Regions from separate parts of the Hordeum vulgare genome. Here region 2 is linked to region 1. A link is a contact called in public Hi-C data. All regions are on one chromosome and are shown on one strand. The core of a region is the stretch at or near the end of the contact, and the rest is flanking DNA. Distances in the headings are between cores, read along the strand shown. Region 1 holds the start of LOC123440783 (receptor-like protein kinase FERONIA). Region 2 holds the start of LOC123440818 (lysophospholipid acyltransferase LPEAT1-like).

What was found. A called contact is a pair of places that touch in the nucleus more often than the background predicts.
Region 2: a Hi-C map of leaf shows a contact between it and region 1, with 5 times the contacts expected there. The contact joins the promoter of LOC123440818 here to the promoter of LOC123440783 in region 1. A contact is called at or near these places in 3 of 6 Hi-C or Micro-C datasets (leaf and seedling) and 1 of 1 datasets of contacts at active chromatin or transcription factors (embryo).

Annotation. Positions count from the first base shown.
Region 1 is chr1H:406,802,756-406,806,912 of MorexV3_pseudomolecules_assembly, reverse strand. It overlaps LOC123440783 (receptor-like protein kinase FERONIA), which reads left to right and starts at 2,494. Exons shown (of 1, transcript XM_045117334.1): 1 at 2,494-4,157. The coding sequence starts at 2,744.
Region 2 is chr1H:407,197,918-407,202,351 of MorexV3_pseudomolecules_assembly, reverse strand. It overlaps LOC123440818 (lysophospholipid acyltransferase LPEAT1-like), which reads right to left and starts at 2,416. Exons shown (of 8, transcript XM_045117368.1): 1 at 1,650-2,416; 2 at 106-225. The coding sequence starts at 2,123.

The DNA.
Region 1 (4,157 bases), core at 1,245-3,744:
CCTTTTAATAAAGAACCGAAACAATGCATTAACACTTGGTGAATACATGAACTCCTCATACTATGGTCATCTCCGGGAGCGGTTTCGGCTATTGTCACTCCGGGGTTGCCGGGTCATAACGCATAGTAGGTGACTACAACTTGGAAGATAGGATCTAAAACACACATATATTGGCGACAACATAATAGGTTCAGATCTAAAATCATGGCACTCGGGCCCTAGTGACAAGCATTAAGCATGGCAAAGTAGTAGCAACATCAATCTCAGAACATAGTGGATACTAGGGATCAATCCCCGGCAAAACTAACTCGATTACATGATAGATCGCATCCAACTCATCACCGTCCAGCAAGCCTACGATGAGATTACTCACGAACGGTGAAGAGCATCATGGATTTGGCGATGAAGGAAGGTTGATGATGACGATGGCGACGATTTCCCCTCTCCGGAGCCCAAAACGGACTCCAGATCTGCCCTCCAGATGAAGAACAGGAGGTGGCGACGCCTCCGATCGTAAAATGCGATGAACTCTTCTCATTGATTTTTTTCCGGGCGAGACGGATTAAATAGAGCTGAGTTTGGAGGCGGTGGAGCTTTGTGGGCCCCACAAGCCTGGTAGGTGCGACTTGGGGGGTGGCCGCGCCTCCTCGGCTTGTGGCCCACTGGCTCACCTCCTTCGGTGGATCTTTGCGCACGTATTTTTCATTAATTTCAGAAAAATTCTCCGTAAATTTTCAGGTCATTCCGAGAACTTTTATTTCTGCACAAAAACAACACCATGGCAATTCTGGTGAAAACAACGTTAGTCCGGGTTAGCTCCATTCAAATCATGCAAATTAGAGTCCAAAACAAGGACAAAAGAGTTCGTAAAAGTAGATACGACGGAGACGTATCACGGCCGTCATAAATTATGTTGCCCGCGTTGGTTGGGGGCGGACACCGAGGGACGCGCGCGTCCGCTTCGTTTCCGCGTCGACGCATTTCACACACAAATTTAGGTCGGAAATGGATCCGCACGGACGCAAAACGGACGCGTTTTGGCAATGGGTCGACGCGGACTGACCCAAACGAACGCGGATTTTTTCACTGTTTTAACCTTTTTTCTAAACATGAGCACAAAATGAACCAGATTTGAAACCATTTCACGATCTGACCCTTTTAGAAACGCCACAAGTCATGGCGTTGCTGCCCCACTATGCAACGCCTGTCTACCGTGACGTTGCTGCCCTACAGTGATACGCCTGTCTACCGTGACGTTTTTTTTTTTTGCAACGCCAGTCTACCGTGGCGTTGCAGACCCACTGTGAAACGTCAACAGTGTTGGCGTTGCTGCCCTACAGTGACACGCCTGTCTACCGTGGCGTTTTTTTTTGTTGCAACGCCAGTCTAATGTGGCGTTGCAGGCCGATTGTGAAACGCCAACAGTGCTGGCGTTGCAGACCCACTATGGACGCAGCGACGACATCCAGCCAACCCACGGCATGCTGCCAGCAACATGTGTGTTATTGAAACGCCATGGACCATGGCGTTTCACTCGTGGCCTGCAACGCCACATTAGACTGGCGTTTGAGTGGGTCTGCAACGCCACATTAGACTGGCGTTTCTATGTACGTCTGCAACGCCACGGGCTCTGGCGTTTCAAAAAAGGTCGGATCGTGAAATGGTTTCAATCAGAGTTCATTCCGTGAAATACTTTCATCCCATGGGTCAAAATCGTGAAAAAATCCAACGAACGCCAACGGATAAAATGAATCGCCCCATTAAAATTGCTCTTAGGGCATGACCAACGCTCCAGCTTGGACCGCTGCCCCGTTGATCCACGTTGGAGGACCTGCTGACGTGGAGGAGAAAGGGAAAAAGACTGATGCTTGCAGATCGAGACGGGATCTTGCAGAAGAGGCTGCTTCCTCACCGTAATAAAGTGTTAGAAAGGTAAAAAAAAGAAAGGAAAGAGCGAAAGAGAACGGGAAGACGGCGGTAGAACTGGAAAAGGCACAAGCGGGAAAGGACGTGGGGCACCCGAGGTGATGCTGCTTCGGTTGGACAGAAACTATTCATACGATGGCCCCGCAGTTTTTTTTCATGCGTGAAGGTTGAAACCACAACATTCTAGCGCCTCCATAGTTTATGCCCTTATGTCCTTTCAATGACTACATTGCAGTAAAAATTACCTTTACGAATAAATAGGAAATACGTACCTTTACAAGAAAAAGGGTCATTGTCATCATCTTGACAGTCGAGATGGGAACGCAGGCGCTGCGCAGGTCAAACCGTCAAAATGACCGGGATCTCTTGACGAGACGGTGCACGTCGCGACCCCTAACCCATGTTAGCGGGGCCCACACCTGCCCTCCTCCTCCCGCCGCGTCGCCCTCTCGCTTTCTCTCGGCACTGATTGCGCCGACCCCGTCGCTGGTGGGTCCCCTCGCCCCGTTGCCCCGTTCCGTGTTGGCTCGGCTGGCTCACAGCTTGCATTTGGCAGCGGCAGCAGCCTTCCTCAGCCGCGCCCCCTGCTGGCTGGCCACCGCGTCCTCCACCACTGACCCCCCCCGCTTAATGCCGCGCCCGTAGTCCCCGAAACCACTCCCACCTTCTTCCTCGACCCCTCTCTCCTCCCCACCACCACCGCGGCCGCCATCTCCCGCACCCGCACGCAAATCTGCCCCAGATCGGCGCCGGGAGAGCCGTTTGATGGGCGATCTGTGAGCCGCGAGCTAACGCAGAGCTACACGCAGCTCGCGCCATGAGAGGAGGCCCGAGATGCGCGCTCCTCCTGCTGCTCCTCGCCGCTTGCGCGGCGCTCGTCCCCGCGGCGTGGGCGCAGGGAGGGGGCGACGCGCCCGCGCCCGCGGCCCCGTTCGTGCCGCGGGACGACATCCTGCTCGACTGCGGCGCCACGGGGAAGGGGGACGACACGGACGGCCGGCAGTGGGCCGGCGACGCCGGCTCCAAGTACGCGCCGCCGAACCTCGCCTCGGCCGCCGCGGGGGCGCAGGACCCCTCGGTGCCGCAGGTGCCCTACCTCACCGCGCGGGTCTCCGCGGCGCCCTTCACCTACTCCTTCCCGCTCGGCCCCGGCCGCAAGTTCCTCCGCCTGCACTTCTACCCGGCCAACTACTCCGACCGGAACGCCGCCGACGCCTTCTTCTCCGTCTCCGTCCCGGCCGCCAAGGTCACGCTCCTCTCCAACTTCAGCGCCTACCAGACCACAACGGCGCTCAACTTCGCCTACATCGTCCGGGAGTTCTCCGTCAACGTCACCGGCCCGACCCTCGACCTCACCTTCACCCCGGAGAAGGCCCGCCGCAACGCCTACGCCTTCATCAACGGCATCGAGGTCGTCTCCTCCCCAGATCTCTTTGACCTCGCCACACCCTTCTTCGTCACCGGCGACGCCAACAACCAGCCATTCCCGATGGATCCCGGTGCTGCTCTGCAGACCATGTACCGGCTCAACGTCGGAGGCCAGGCGATCTCCCCCTCCAAGGACTCCGGCGGGGCTCGGTCGTGGGACGACGACACGCCTTACATTTACGGTGCAGGGGCTGGGGTATCCTACCCGAACGATCCCAATATCACAATCACCTACCCCGACAATGTGCCGGGATATGTGGCGCCTCTGGATGTCTATGCCACGGCGCGATCAATGGGGCCTGACAAGGATGTGAACTTGGCCTACAATCTCACCTGGATAGTGCAGGTGGATGCTGGGTTCACATACCTTGTGAGGCTCCATTTCTGTGAGATACAATCCCCAATTACGCTGCCCAATCAGCGGGTGTTCAACATCTACCTCAACAACCAGACTGCCCAGACAGGGGCTGATGTGATCCAGTGGGTGGATCCCAAAAGTATTGGTACTCCAGTGTACAAGGACTATGTGGTCAGCACCGTGGGTTCAGGGATTATGGATTTCTGGGTGGCTCTACATCCGGATACAGGGAACAAGCCACAGTACTATGATGCCATTCTCAATGGGCTGGAGGTGTTCAAGCTGCAACTTAGTAATGGGAGCCTCGCGGGGCCCAACCCTGTCCCAAGTGCTGATCCACCGGTGCATACCGGGCAAGGAAAGAAGAGCTCACTAGTCGGGCCTATTGCTGGTGGAGTAATTGGAGGTTTGGCACTGCTTGCACTTGGATATTGCTGCCTCATTT
Region 2 (4,434 bases), core at 1,167-3,666, 400 kb before region 1:
TAGTCATGTGCAAAACAAGCATGTCAAAATCATTATATTTTGATGACATAATTTTCGAGAAATCATATGAATAGATCAACAATAGAACATACATAACTGAAGTACCTTAGCAACAAAACTTGGAAGAGAAGATGACATGTGATAAAGAATATCCACATATGATACATGATTAGATACAATTGCCCCTGGTCTTTCTAGTAATTCAGACTGGCCCAGATCCTTGCCCTGAAAGAAATGAAGTGCCAGTTGGATATTACGATAGACACAAAAGCAGTGGCATGCAATACTCCGTTATTAAAGAAGGTTAGGTAAACTATCGAACAGACTGTTAACCTTATACGTACAGATACTCCATACTTAGCCATCTATTATCAGTCATCGTAACAATGTAACATTATATATATATTTTGTAAGAAAGTATGTTAAATGTAGCATTATGGAACAAAGCCCGAGCATTCACAATCTGCATCCATCTTAAATAGGGAACAAATTTAATATGGCGTATGCACTGGCGGAGCTTAAGCAAGGCCAGATGGGCCATGGCCCGCCCATTATATAGCCAAAACATTAAAGAGTATAGGTAAATTTGGGCCTTTTGAGAGAGAGAAAAAAGTGTTTTCTTCAGCATGGGCCACCTTGGCCCGCCAAACAATTTTTGGCAAGCTCCGCCACTGGGCGTATGTAATTCAGAATGAACACTAAACATTAGTTCAAATTCATAGTTCACTGACTAAAAAGGTAATGTGTCACTTCTTTTTTCTCAAACATGCGTCATTTTGTGTTAGAAGAAACATCAAGAAGGTGCAAGAGACATAAGGCCAAGTGGCCTGACACGGAAAAGAAAAGCACAACAAATCAAAACAAACCCAAGGCCTAAAAAGGGAAGAGCTGTACAAAGTCAAAAACTGCTATGCCCTCGCCTGAGTGGCCGACGCCACCACGTCTGCTTGCACATAACTGTCTGGAGATAAAGTGGGATACAGGAAAATGTTTCACTATCTCGAACGGTCTTATTTTCGCTTGCTGGGAAGATGACAGAGGACCTTGAACAAAGCTATGAGTGAATACTACCTTAAATAACAAACAGGTTCAACACAGTATAGTTGCATCCTATTATTTGATCTACGGATTTTAACCCCATGATCACCAATAGTTCTCCAATAGTGCAAACATTTGCACCAGAAGGAATAATCCTCATGCATCATTCATGAGTGTAAACAGCAAGCAAGTATTCACAAAGTATATTGATGAAGGCATGCTAGGCTTACAGGATGGGCATATGCACTGATCAAATTTAAGCAAGTGCATATGCTACATTTTGATCCAGTCCAAGGAAGCCGGGGGTTCAAGTTAGCCGCAAGGGAACACCAATCTACCTGCTAGGACTCAACAAGACATGCTCTCCTCAGATAGGCAGCACGCAGCAGAGACGTTCCCCGAAATGTGTATTTCCAACTCCGTCAGACTAGACAAGCACCACAACCATGATTCCATGAACAACTAGGTCCCACACATAACGAGCTCTCACAGCATCCAGTTCTACCATTGCAGAGGTATCAAGCAAGCAGGCAACAGGTAGTAGGCACGCTGGGCTGCGCCTTGCATACAGAAATACTAGAAAATAGGAAGTACTAGTTCACAATTGCTACCTCGGCATCACGGAAGCGGCGGTCGTGCTCGCGGATCCAGTAGAAGCCAAAGACGAAGAGCATGGCACGTGAGAGAGCGCGGCCGCACCGCACGACGCACGCCCGCCTCCATCCCTGGAGCCGCGCGTACCCCTCGCCCTCGCCCCCCGCCCGCTCCTCCTCCACCCACAGCGTGCACACGCGGCACACGAGGTAGTAGGCGACGAGCACGAGCACGCCGGCCACGACCCGGAGCGGGAGGAGCACGGCCGCGGCCACGGCCGTCCGCGCCGCCTCCGCCGCCCCGAGGGGGCCGCGGCCCATCGGGCCGTACGCGTCCCGCCGCGCGTACGGAGCGTACCTCCGGTCCAGCTCCGCGAGGCTCTCCTGCGCCGCCGGTGCAGCCGCGGAGGGGCGCGGCTTGGCTGCGACCTCCCCCTCGCCGCGGATGCTGCTGCCGAGCTCGGAGGGCGCGGTGGCGGCGTCGACGGCCATGGTGGCGGAGACGGAGGGAGAAGCTTAGACCTAGCGCTAGCGGTAGCCTTAGCACCTAGACCTAGGTCTGCATGACGGGGAGAGAAGCACCGAGGTGGAGGTGGAGGTGGGGATGGGAAGAGATTGATGGCGGTCGACTGGTCGGTCGTGGGCCGGGGAGGAGGCGGAGGAGGACCACGGCGGGGCGGGGATGGGGGGGGGGGGGGGGGGGGGACGGGAGAAAGAGCGTGGGATCTGGATCGGACGGCTCAGGACCTGCGGGAGCACTACGACTTTGCGTGGACGACTCGAACTAGCCTGGCCAAGCTCAACAAAATACACGCAAATGTTGACGTGCGGTCGGCTGCAATGACAGAATCCACCACGCGTCCGTTTCGATCCAATCCGTGACGGCGAACCAGCTTCTGTTTTCTGGATTATTATTCTTTTTACATGTTGAACGGTTTATTGGATTGCTCTGGCGTTTCTCGAAGGCTTGGTGGATTATACTGGAACTGACATGAGTACGAAGTAAACAGAAAAAAAAAAAAATCTTATTATACATGTTCGCTTTTTATATGGCATCAGTAAACAACTTATATTCACCCGAAAAAAAGGTAAAAAAGACATATTGTTTGTGTCTGTTTAGGGTGCATCTAAATGTGTCATTATTATTGCATATCTAAATGGTTTAATTTAAACATAAAAAATAAAAAATAAACACTACATTAATCTTCACGTAAAATTAAAGTCATAGAATTCAAGTTTATTATACTTAGAACGCATTTAGATGTGATTTAGCTAAATCGAATGTTTTTCTATAATTTGGTGTTCACCACTATGATTCTTCGATTCATGCCGTCCTGTTAACATCATCTCACCCTTTTTCATTTGTTTTATTAGTAGGAAAGATAGTAGAAGATGCTCTTGAATAATCTCAATCAAAATATGATTAACTTTTGGTAGGTTGTGTACTGGTGCAAATAATCTGCGATTTAGTCGGGAAGTAAAAATTAACACCGGCATAGAATGACTAAGAGCATCTACAAACGGGTTTCCTATACACTTAAAAAGTCTGTTCCGTTATTGTCTGATCAAAAATAACTAAACACTTTATTTTGTTTCTATCGACACTTCTCAAATATGTTTGAAATATAAGGTCAATAATGTTGGAACACGTCATCAGGATCCCCACGGCGTGGCTAACGGCCTGCCCGAGTCCTTCTCCTCCACGACCGCATGCGCTGCATGCCCGGCTCACGTCCGTTGTGGCTCTCCCCCACGATTCCCTCACCTCTCTGTAACTGTATATATATACCCCTTGAGGGATGGAATACAATGTGTGGTGATTGCTCCATTATTTAACTTGGTATCAGAGCCTTTGATCCTCCGCTTCCGCCATGAATCATCTCCTACGCCGCACTCGCTCAGCTGATCTTCACACTCCTCCTGCTGCCACCCGCTCGGCTAGCCTCGCCACACCTCCAGCCCCCATCCCCGCTCGCGCTCCTCCCACCACCGATCGGGGCAAGCAGCCCCTTGCCGAGCCCTCTTCCTCAACCCCCGGGCCGCCCGCCGCCCCCAGCGCCGCCCTCCTTCGTCCTCCCGCGGTGGCCCTGCGCACCGCCGGCAGCGAGCTCGTCCCTCCCCCGGTGGCCCTGCGTACCGCCGGCAACGAGCTGGTCCCGCACCTCACCCTCGGCGCCCCAGGCGCCACCACACCCAATGCCGGCCCCTCCACCGCCAACAGCCTCCCTGCCTCCATCTCTCACCATTTTTCCCGCAAGCTCGAGATGGAGACCGGCAACTACTCCAAGTGGCGCCAACTGTTCTACTTCATCTGTTGCCGCCACAACGTCCAGCACCACCTCGACGTCGCTACGGCCCCGCTCCAACAAGCGCCGTGTGGCGCAACGACGACATCACCATCGTCCTCTGGATGTACGAGGTGATCGCCGAAGACCTCCAGGACGTCGTGATGTCCCCCGAGAGCTCCGCCCGCGACGTCTGGGTCCAACTCCATCTGCTCTTCCGCGACAACCAACCGGAGCGCGCCATCATCCTCGAGGCCGAGTTCCGCAACATGATGCAGGGTGACCTCTCCATCGCCGAGTACAGCCGGCGCCTCAAGGCGCTCGCCGACGCGCTCGGTGACGTCGGTGCCCCCATCTCCGACCACGCCCTCACCCTCCAACTCATTCGTGGGCTCGGCCGTCGTTTCCAGGTCATGGCTACCCTTCTTCCGATGCAGGACCCCTTCCCGTCCTTCATTCAGGCCCGCTCCCGGCTCCTCATGGAGGAGCTCTCTGCCAACGAGCGGGCCCGCCTGGAT